3 separate regions of the Mus musculus genome follow, and all the other regions are linked to region 3. A link is a contact called in public HiChIP or PLAC-seq and promoter capture Hi-C data. All regions are on one chromosome and are shown on one strand. The core of a region is the stretch at or near the end of the contact, and the rest is flanking DNA. Distances in the headings are between cores, read along the strand shown. Region 1 holds the start of Traf3ip1 (TRAF3 interacting protein 1). Region 2 overlaps Ramp1 (receptor (calcitonin) activity modifying protein 1). Region 3 holds the start of Erfe (erythroferrone).

The links. HiChIP or PLAC-seq counts read pairs in DNA pulled down with a chosen protein or histone mark. Capture Hi-C pulls out chosen DNA fragments and counts their contacts.
Region 1: a promoter capture Hi-C map of adipose tissue shows a contact between it and region 3. The contact joins the promoter of Traf3ip1 here to the promoter of Erfe in region 3. A contact is called at or near these places in 16 of 39 promoter capture datasets (the 3T3-L1 cell line, the C10 cell line, the HPC-7 cell line and 10 more), 3 of 15 datasets of contacts at CTCF or cohesin (the G1E-ER4 cell line, embryonic stem cells and pro-B cells), 19 of 484 Hi-C or Micro-C datasets (B cells, ECoMG myeloid progenitors, the G1E-ER4 cell line and 11 more), 6 of 115 datasets of contacts at active chromatin or transcription factors (the 230-238 cell line, bone marrow-derived dendritic cells, embryonic stem cells and 3 more) and 3 of 9 other capture datasets (adipose tissue, liver and pancreatic islet).
Region 2: a contact with region 3 is called in a FOXA1 HiChIP or PLAC-seq map of pancreatic cancer cells. The contact joins the enhancer-like site here to the promoter of Erfe in region 3. A contact is called at or near these places in 10 of 39 promoter capture datasets (the 3T3-L1 cell line, the C10 cell line, the HPC-7 cell line and 5 more), 12 of 484 Hi-C or Micro-C datasets (the AML12 cell line, B cells, cerebellar granule neurons and 8 more), 8 of 115 datasets of contacts at active chromatin or transcription factors (the HPC-7 cell line, double positive thymocytes, embryonic stem cells and 4 more) and 1 of 9 other capture datasets (adipose tissue).

Annotation. Positions count from the first base shown.
Region 1 is chr1:91,493,118-91,496,617 of GRCm38.p6, reverse strand. It overlaps Traf3ip1 (TRAF3 interacting protein 1), which reads right to left and starts at 1,950. Exons shown (of 15, transcript NM_028718.2): 1 at 1,730-1,950. The coding sequence starts at 1,852.
Region 2 is chr1:91,192,093-91,195,195 of GRCm38.p6, reverse strand. The region is part of intron 1 of Ramp1 (receptor (calcitonin) activity modifying protein 1); the gene reads right to left. Among named protein-coding and RNA genes, the nearest start is that of Ramp1, 14 kb to the right of the region's middle. Within about 2 kb of position 1,740, at least 76 of the 459 cell types and tissues checked have an H3K27ac peak or open chromatin away from gene starts, as enhancers often do. A contact at or near this core is called in the HPC-7 cell line, adipose tissue, double positive thymocytes and 3 more, where this site is marked.
Region 3 is chr1:91,364,617-91,367,746 of GRCm38.p6, reverse strand. Erfe (erythroferrone) reads right to left here and starts at 1,317. Exons shown (of 8, transcript NM_173395.2): 1 at 1,099-1,317. The coding sequence starts at 1,266.

The DNA of each region.
Region 1 (3,500 bases), core at 701-3,200, 130 kb before region 3:
AAAACTTCCAAGTACATCAACTCTGACAGCCTTCCTTATCAAGGAGGTGACAGCTAATGTACGTACCTTCATACCAAAACAGACCGGCTTCACCACTGGATCCAGTAAAGTCTAAAAGAAAAGCAGCCCTCACTCCTCACCTGTCTACCTGTCAACAGTCATCTCCCACTTCTTTCCTCTTCCCTCCCATAAGCCCCACTCCGTTCCTGAGTGATCTGAGGCTGAGTAGCACTCCCCGTAAGCCATGGGCTGAGGGTACTAACAGAATAAAAACACAGGCCTAGCAGTCTCCACTGTGATAGGCCGGTGCCATGATGCCTGAGTCTTCTTGACTCCTTCACTGTTGAAGAGTGGCAACTGCCTGCTTCCCAGGGCTCTCCACACCACCAGTCCCTTCCTCAGACCTTCCAGGATAGGCTACAAACGCCTCACAGACTGGGAGAGGAGACTACCAGGCGGCAGAGCACCTTGGGATGTGGGTGGATTCCTGAGCATTTCTGGACACATGTAAGATTAACAGACAGGGCCATGTTCCGAGACAGTACCTATTACAAGCTAAGGTAGGAGGGCCAAATGAGTAACGAGAAGGGTAGACTACAGTGCTCAACCTACTGAGACGAGAAAGTCTGAGGGTCAACACTGGGAGAGACCTTGAGCTCTGGACTTCTAAGTCCCAACCATACCCCAAGTTCCACAGCACCTTCTGGAGTACCATGCCCATTCTGTGTACCCCCTGCAGTGACACTCTTGGGGTTACCAAGAGCCCAGACAGACTCCACACAATTGTAACTGTTGTACAATGTTATGTACCTCATCCAATGCAGCTTCCTGGAGACTCACTAACAAATAGAAGACAAGCTCTAAAGAGACATAATGGTAAGTGCTGCAGGTTGGGAGAAGTAAAGTAAGGCAGGTCCCAAGACCTAGTGGGCCTGGGAACCTAACATGGAAGGCACCACTGAATGCTCAGAAGGTCCCAGACAAGGACCTGCACCCTACCCAGGCCTCAAGTATAAGCACAGCCCAATTCCAGAGCCCCAACATACCTCCAGCTCCTAACAGCAACTTGACCCTGAGCCTAGACCCTGTCCCGAGGCTCACACTCAATAAACCGATGTCAGCCCGGGCCTCTACCTCCTCTCAGCCTCACCTTCTGGCTCCAGCACCCTAACCCACAGACCTAGACTCTGACCCGGGCCTTCTATCTCCACCCAAACCACTAGACCAGCACCCGCTACTCTACCCTGACTCCAACTGGAACCTAACCCTGACCCTCACCTGGACCTGGACCTGCACCTCCACCCCTCAACGCACTCTCAATCCAATCAGCACTCGGAGCCACACAGACCTTACCATTGACCCTGATCCTCACCTTCATCTGAGACTAATCCTCATTTCGACCCAAACCCTGATTGGCATCCTACAACGCCCCTCACACTACCCGGTCCCTCAACGCGATCCTCACGCTACCTGGTCACTCGCCTTGATCCGGCCCTAATTCTGACTCTCACCCCGAAACGAATCCTACTCAGACGCGCATCCTACCTCGACTCTCACCCTACCCGGACCCTCACTCCGACACTCGCTCGGTCCCGCACTTAACCATAACCTTCAACACCGTTACCCCAACCCTCAACCCGTCCCGCCACTACCCGGACCCTTAACCCGTTCCGCACTCTACCCCTACCCTCACCCCACCTCAACCTGACGCGCACCAGCCCGCGCCTACCTCGGTGATGATGTCGTGCAGGTAGCGGAACGGTGGCTTGTTGAGCAGCTTCTCGGTGAGCGGCGGCCTCCGGATCACCTTGCCCAGAGCCTCCTGCGTCCGCCGCACCACTGCGGCGTTCATGGCGCTGCCGCCCGCGACCGCTCGCGCCCCTCCTCGCGCGCCGCGCCTCTGCCCGGTGCCCCGAGATGCCCGCCGTCCCGGCGCGCCGGTCTCCCATCCCACAGTGCACCGCAGCTCGCCACCGCGCTTGCGCGTGCCACCAGCACCCGGTCTCTAGGGCCGCGCGGCCTTGGCAACGGACGCGCGCCCGGCCCCGCCCATCCCCTCCGGCCTCTCTAGCTGCTCTGGAGGACACACGCGCTCCGCCTCTGTGGCTGCTTGAACCTGAGCCTGCTCCGCCAACCCGGCGCACCATAGGGCGCTGCACAGCACTGCCCAGAGACCTGGCATTCTGAGTGAGAAAAGAGCGACCATTTGATATTTCTAAGGAGAGCATTTACAGTAACACCCACCAGGAAAATAACACTTCACATAAACTTGGAAAAGGACTTGACTCCTTTCATCCCTTCATTCCTGTTCCCTGCCCAGCATCCCCTGCCTTAGGTAATCTTTAAGATGGTGCCAAGGGGAAGGGTTGTGTCCTTCCACATTTTCTGTGCTCTTGGTTCACCAGAGCGGGCACAAAACTGTGAAGGAGCTAGGCCCTTAGGCTAGGATGCTGCAGCTTTCTGCTACACACACACACACACACACACACACACACACACTTACTTCCCACCTCACCCTCACCACCACCCGAGGCTATGCAGGAGATGCTTCTACTGGATCAGGTGTTGCTGCTGTGCCTGAGGTCTGGAGCTCCTCTGCCCAAACTGGCAGAACCCCAACTAGAACATTGCCCCTGATCTCTCTACCATGGCTACACCCCGAGAGCCAGAATCTTCTTTAAGAGCCCTCTCACTCTGAGCCCCAGCTGGAGTTGGTCTCTGGGGGAGTTCAGAGAGCAGAATTCAGAGAGCAGAAGTCCTGTCTCTAAACACCGCCCCTAAGAACATACCCACCTAGCTCCTACCCTAGAAAGTTCACTCTGAGCAGAATCGTGATGTAGGTGTGGAATGAAAGCTGGAGCCAGCAACTGGCTTGTTTGTGATGCTGGACCAGGTGGTAGGAACTCAGGGTTTTACTTGGAAGATACCTCTGACCTTGGGAATTCTACTGAGGACCTGGAGCCTATGCCATACAACAAAGCGAAGATGATGCTTTATCCTCTCACAGCTTGTGGAGGAGGGCAGAACAGTAAGTGGATCCAAGAACACACACACACACACACACACACACACACACACACACACACACACACGAAGGCCAGAGTACAGTTTTGGCTGCCTTTAGGAGGGCTAACCAACCAGAAGATCTTCAGTCTATCTGGGTATCAAAGTTTTTTAGAAGATCCAGGACAGCAAGTATTGTCAACCAACCCTCTGGGGACTGACCTAGGGGAGGTAACTTTGAAGAGTATAGTTCTATCTTCCAGAGTCTCACCCCTGCCTTTGGTTCAGCCTACCCACCCCCATACTGAAGAAAGACATTCTTCAGTGGACAACATTCTGGTCACCAACGAAGCGGGTCCCAGAAGATATAAGCAATTCCTGGCTTCAAGAAAGATATCTGGAACCCAGACCTCCCCAGAGGAAGGATGCAGAGGCCAGCATGGAGCCATCAGTCTTGGGGGGCAGTCAGCAGAGTAGGGGCTACTAGCCTACATCAC
Region 2 (3,103 bases), core at 491-2,990, 170 kb after region 3:
TAGAGAAGCTTGGAGTGAAGTCAAAGGGCAAGGCCTGTCCTTTGAGGTTGTCATGGTGGGGCAGGTAAGGAAGAGCTGAGGAGCACAGAGAGGGTGGGGAACAAAGGGACTGGAGGGTACCACCCAGTGTCACCCACAGTGCTGCCAGGAAGGATACATTAATGGGTGGACCATTGGAAGGATACAGATCTGGCATCTGCCAGCCCAGCCCCGGATACTGAGGCCATGGACACAGCAGAGGCACTGAGTAGCTCACAGAGAGCGAGATGTTTCAAGTTGGGCGGAGAACAGGAGGAGAAAGAGTTCTGATCATAGGAACAGAGCCATCAGCTGCCTGACCAGGACAGATGGACCCCAGGGGACAGGAGATATCCATGAGGGCTGAAGCCCAGCTATGCAGCAGAAACTGGAGTATCCCCTAGAAAGTGATCTCCACACTCATGTGCTTGGCCCACCATGGTCTAGGGAAAAGGGCTGGCATAGGACTGCCTGAGTCTGGACAGGGTGCCCAGCATGGCTAGAATCAGTGTTTCTGAAGCCAGGGTGGTATGGCACCGAGCAAAACTTCACAAAGTGGCACACAGTGAATTCCCTGGCAGTGAGTTGGGCGTGGGACCATCCTTGTATGGTAATAACAGACTCTGGAGCATGTATCTTGACAGTGAGGCCAAAGCAGTGAAACTGAAGCCCTACGTTTAATTAAAAATAAAAAGCCAAATAGCACACCAGAGCCCTGTCCCCAGCAGCATGTGGAACCACGTGTGGCCTGGTGGCAGAGCTCTGCAAATCTGAGCTTGCTCTCACTGCAGGCAGACATGCCACCAGGCTAGTGCCAGCCAGTCTGAGACTCCCCACAGGCATCACTAATCAATAGGTCGAGACTGGATAGGGTAGGATACCCTGGGAGGCTAGCCACTCAGGAAGAGGTTGAAGGAGGTTGTGTCAGGATGGTAGGCTTGGCACAGAGATGCCCACAACTCTGAGATGGGGCTGGTGAGGAAAGGAGCTAGGTGTTGGTACACACTAGAGTCCTGAGAACAAAGCTGAGACCTGGGGACTTTTAGGAAAAGCTAAGGAGTAGCCGTCGTGAGTGGAGACCTGTCCAAGGGAAAGGCTGACAGATGGAAATCGCTCTTGGGAGGCAATCCACAGCCTTCAGTGAGAGACCTCTGCTCTTGAGGGGCCATGGAGGGGCTGCTGGAAGTTTTCTGGGCCCAACCTAGAGCCCTAGGAAACACAGAGGACAGCAAGGCACCACTCCCCAGCAAGTACTTGAACTGCACTTGAGCTCATGAAGCAGCCAGTATATGGATGCTCAGGCCACAAGAGTACAGTGAGCACACCTGGGGACCTCGGAGCCAGCAGCGCACACTTGAGGATCATGTCAGCCACAGTGGAGGCTGGGGAAAGGGTAACACCATCTCTGTCCCACCAGGATCCCCTGTGGAAGCCTTCCTGTGGTAGTCAGGAAGCCTCAAATGTACAGCAAGCTCCAGAAGCTGGGATGAGACCTCGTGTGAGTGTCAAGGGTCCTCTCTCCATTTATCCCCTATACTTTATGGCTCCTGGCACCCAGACCTGCCTTGTACCTCATATGACTCCCCCTTTCATGAACTCCGTGCCCCAAGCTGTCCTCCTCCAGCTGCCCATAGCTGCAGGAAGCCAGCACACCCTCCATAGACATAGACACAGCCACATCCGGGGTGCTCAGGGTGAGGGGGCAAAGACTTTTTTTTAAAACCACATTTGCCCTGCTTTCACCTCCCACTCCTTTCTGACTCACAGGGGCAGTCGTCCCTGGCACGCAGCAGAGTGGCACATACATTTTCACCAAATGCCTGAGATACCCACACACCACTGCCAGGAAACACAGCTAGGAAAGGAAGGCAGGGTACCTGGGGTCACCACTGGTGCAAGGTACTGGCTAGGCAATGGAGAGGATCAAGAGTGACTTGGCCTTCCTTCCTGTTCTGGAAGAGTCAGTTTTAGGGCAGAGAAGGGGGTGCCTCAGGGAAGGTTCTGGGTGCCATGCATTAGAACCCGGTGTGTGCTGATGTCGACACCAAGGATCAGCTAAAGAGATCTGGTGTCCCCAAGTCCCCTGTGAAGGGGCCAGGGAGGGGAATAGGAGATGCACTCCTGTCCTGCAGAGCTAGTACACAGGAGAGACTGTGCTGCCTCTGTGGAGAGATGGTCCCCAACAGAAAAGGGCACTTGGAGGCTGGGGGCCCAGAAGGACCAATCATGTCCCCTCCACACTTCCAGGAGAATGCTTCCCCCCACCCCACCCCCAGCATTCTGCCAAGACAAAAATCTCCTGGATAGTCTTTGGGCCTCCCTGGTCTAGCTGTAGAGCTGACCCTACCTGACCTGGTCCTTGTACCTCCCATTCTTCTCAGATCACCCCTCCACCTCCCAAGGGGGAGACTTGCTATGCTCAGCCCCATCTTTCTTCTGCTAGACTCATAAACTCATCCCTTCCTGCCTTGGAGAGTGTGGATTGGGGCCACGGGCAGCTCCGCAGGCAGAGAGTAGTTTCATTTTGTAATTGGAAGAACATCCTAATCTCTCATAAAGAACAAGCAACAACAAACAGTAAAACTGCCTCAAACTTTAAGCTTTGGAGTCAAAAGGCTGACTCTATGTGCAGGCAAATGTAACCACTGGGGACTGCTGCCTCTGAAACCTAGACGGAGACAATGCTGCTCTCTCAGCTGCCTGTCAGGACAGGCGTGCCCCTCGGCTGTGCATAACTTCAGAATTCAGCATCGCTCCTCTGCTCCTTCTCTCTACTACTATATGTGCCTCAGCTGAGCACACATAGCATCACACACAGAGAGAAGCCATCACGAGTGGATGACATCAGAGTGCTAGTGCCGGCTGCCATCCTGAGCGTGCTTACCACAGACGCTCTGGAGATGTGGGCTCAGGACTTCTCAGGTAGCAGTAACCCACAGGGGGTTCCTAGGGGAACCTCTGTCCTCAGAGGCTCTGAGACTCTAGGGCAGTCCTAGCAGATGACGGTCCCTGCCACATCACAACGATGCCCAGAAGTAACCAGGCACCTGGGAGCAGCATTTGCACGACACTACATCAGTGACAG
Region 3 (3,130 bases), core at 68-2,567:
GGGGTCTTGTGGGTCACAGGCCAGGCTGCTGTGTCAGGATGATGGAGGCTTCTATGCTTCTTGCTGTCTGATGCCCTCAGTGGACACTCACAGTGCAGTGCTTCCATTATAGGTCAGAACAGGTGTACTGACCCTTCCAGGGGACCGGTGGCCTGTGTACAGACTCGCACCACTGTCAACTTGAGGGCAGCACCGAAAATACATGGAGCCATGTTGGTCAGGGGCCCCAGGAGTTGGAGTGGGAGCTGGGTTCCAGCTATCAGGGAACTGGTGACACCTTGCCCCTCCCAAAGAGGGTTCAAGGCCAACATTCCACTGGGAAGGTCCAGCCTACTCCCCACTTCCTGGTGACTATGTCTGGACCTCATGAAAGTTTTGAAGGCTGATGGCTGGGGGTCAGGGGGAGGCTTCAGACAACAAGGACATGTTTACTCCCACCAAAGGAGGCAGAAATGGGATGGTGGAAGGACCCAGGGATGCCTTGCAGAGGGAGGTATTGTAACCATCTCCAGCTGTCTTAGTGGATGTTTTGTTGGCCCCTGGGGTGCTGAGAACTGAAGAGCGCGCTGGCCTGGGGTTTCCTTGTGCCTGGCCCACAGCATGAGCGATCAACTAGACCCTGAAATTCTTCCCTGAACTCTCACCAACAGGACTGACCAGCTCCAATGAAGGCTACCAATCCACCCTCCCCAGGCCTCTAGCCACACCCTCCCCAGCCTGCGTCTCCACCCCAGCAGTTCAGGTGGAGATCTTGGGAGGGATCGCAGGCAGAGCCTGGTTACATCACTCCTTTCCCAGACGCAGTCACCTAACAAAAAGGAACTAGATCTGGGAGCCCCGCTCTCTCACCAGTCTTCCAGTTTCACGAGGAGCAAGTTAACTGCATTTCACACCTTTCCCAATCTCTCCTACTGGCCTAGTGGAGTTCTGCCGCCAAAGCCACGGTACAGAGGACGCATCCACCCAACCCTGGGTCTCACAGAGCCCCTGAGAGCGACGTATCCCCAGTGTTGGACACTGCGCAGCAAGGGGTGCCACCTTCCCCACCGTCTTAGGGCCCCCCGGGACAGGAAGATGTGGGGCGCGGCTGCGTCTTACCGGCGGGCTGTTGGCTGGCGGGGCGGGCAGCTCGGCCCCGGGCGGCTGCGGGCGTGCATGAGTCCCCACGGGCTCCGCGGACTCAGGGACACCGAGGCCCATGGCGGCGAGTAGGCTGGCGCAGGCGAGCAGCGTGCGAGCTCCGACGGGGCGGCGGGTCGAGGCCATGCTGGCGGCGGCGGCGGCAGTAAAGAGCACGGCTGGTCAGGTCGGCGCCTTATAACGCGCTTGAATCCCCCGCCTCGCGCGCGCCGCCCTCGCTGCCGTCGCCCCCTCGCGGCTAGGGCACGCTCTGCAGGCACAGGGGACCCTGAGGAGGCGGGCGCCCGATCCGGTCCGTGCACGCCTCCACTTTGCTGCCTGTAGCCCAGGGTTAGCTTCTCTTCTCCTAGCCCTGCACCCGAGGCTTTCTAAGACACCCCCCCCTTTCTCTAAGGACACCCACTGCACCATTCTGCACGTCTTCTTAGGACCTCCCCCCGCCCCGGGTCTCTTCTTTTCTCATGGTTCCAGGCCTTAATGACAAGTTGAGTACCTGAGAATATGGCAGCCCTTATGGCTCCTCCTTTTCAAGCTGGGGAACCTGGAGCACTTTTAAGGTTTCCCTGCTCTTCCCCACCCCGGATGTATCTGCACAGCTGGCACCTCTCAGGCTCCAGCTACGGAGTCTGCTACTAGCAGCTACAGAGAACTGACCCAGTCTGGCTGAAAGGTCGGATCCCTCTGATGTCCTAAGCCAGGCAGATGGAGCTCAGACTGCTGCCCACTGCCCACCACGGAGCATTCAACCAGGACAGATGTGGCAAATCCTAAAGGATGAACTGCGAGGAGGCCTTTTCTGGGTGGTTCTCCTCCAGAGAGGCAGGCCTAGCTGCCTTGAGCTGCTGTCATTACATTGGCTGTAGATAAAGCAGCACACCTGGGTTTCTTTGTTTCTTTTTTTGTTTTGTTTTGTTTTGTTTTGTTTTTTGTTTTTTCCTTTGTTTGCTTGCTTGCTTGATTTGTTTTAATCTTAAATTGTGTGCGTCCAGGTGCCCTTAAAGGCTAGAAGAGGGAGTCCAAAGAAGGGACTTGATTTGGGAAGCATGACCCTAAGATATCAAGTGACCCTGCTCTGTTCACAGTGAGGGCCCCAGCTGGAGCGCTGACAACCAGATCTGTTGCCATGTGAAAGTAGTTATTTTCCCAAACAACGGACTGTCCTAGTGATGTCATGGGTTCTTCCAGAGGGCCCAGATCCAAATAGTTCTGGTACTGGCATGGCTTCCTGGACCCTAGCTCAAGGTAATGACGCGGTCCAGTTCAGGCGCATAGCCCCAGAGCTCTAGCCATTCAGGAAAGGTTCCCGCATGTTTGCAGGGTCCTGTTTGAAAGCAAGGTCCTCAGGAGGACAGGAGTGCATGGCAAAGCTCACAGGGCGCTAAGCATAGGGTCCACAGCCTCAAAGGAGTGGCATCTCTGATTCAGAAGTGGGACCCTTGAGTGTGGTGGTGCCTGGGTCTGAGTGAACATTCTGAGTGAGTCGGGCCCGGCAGGAGAGCAGCGAGTGACCTCCCTGTGCCTTCTTGCATGGCAGAAATCTAATCCTCATTCCTGGGACCTCATGTCATGGCCTTGACCCAGCTTCCCGGCAGTTCAATGAGCCAAGCTTTCTCCGTGTCCCTCTTTCTTCAAAGGAAGGCTGTAGGCTGATGAGGTCATGGGCATGAAATCTTCCCTTTACTCAAAGACAGTGGGAGCCTGCCTGAGGCTGACTGGCTGTGCGGCCTCAAGAGTACCTGCAGCTAGCAGTGGTGTCGTTAGCTATGTATGCCTTGAACGTGGATGGACCATCAGTACTCGGATCACGTGACTGTCCCTAACATACAAAGGAGGAAAATGAGGGATAGACCTTGGGAGAATCAAGGAGTCCCCAAACCAAGGCATATCCAGGCCCAGGTACCATGTCTTGCAGTCAGCAGCTCTGTAGGCCTTGAGTGCTCCTATGGGCTCTGAGTGCTCCTAGGGTGTGGTGGTCTAAGTAACAATGGCT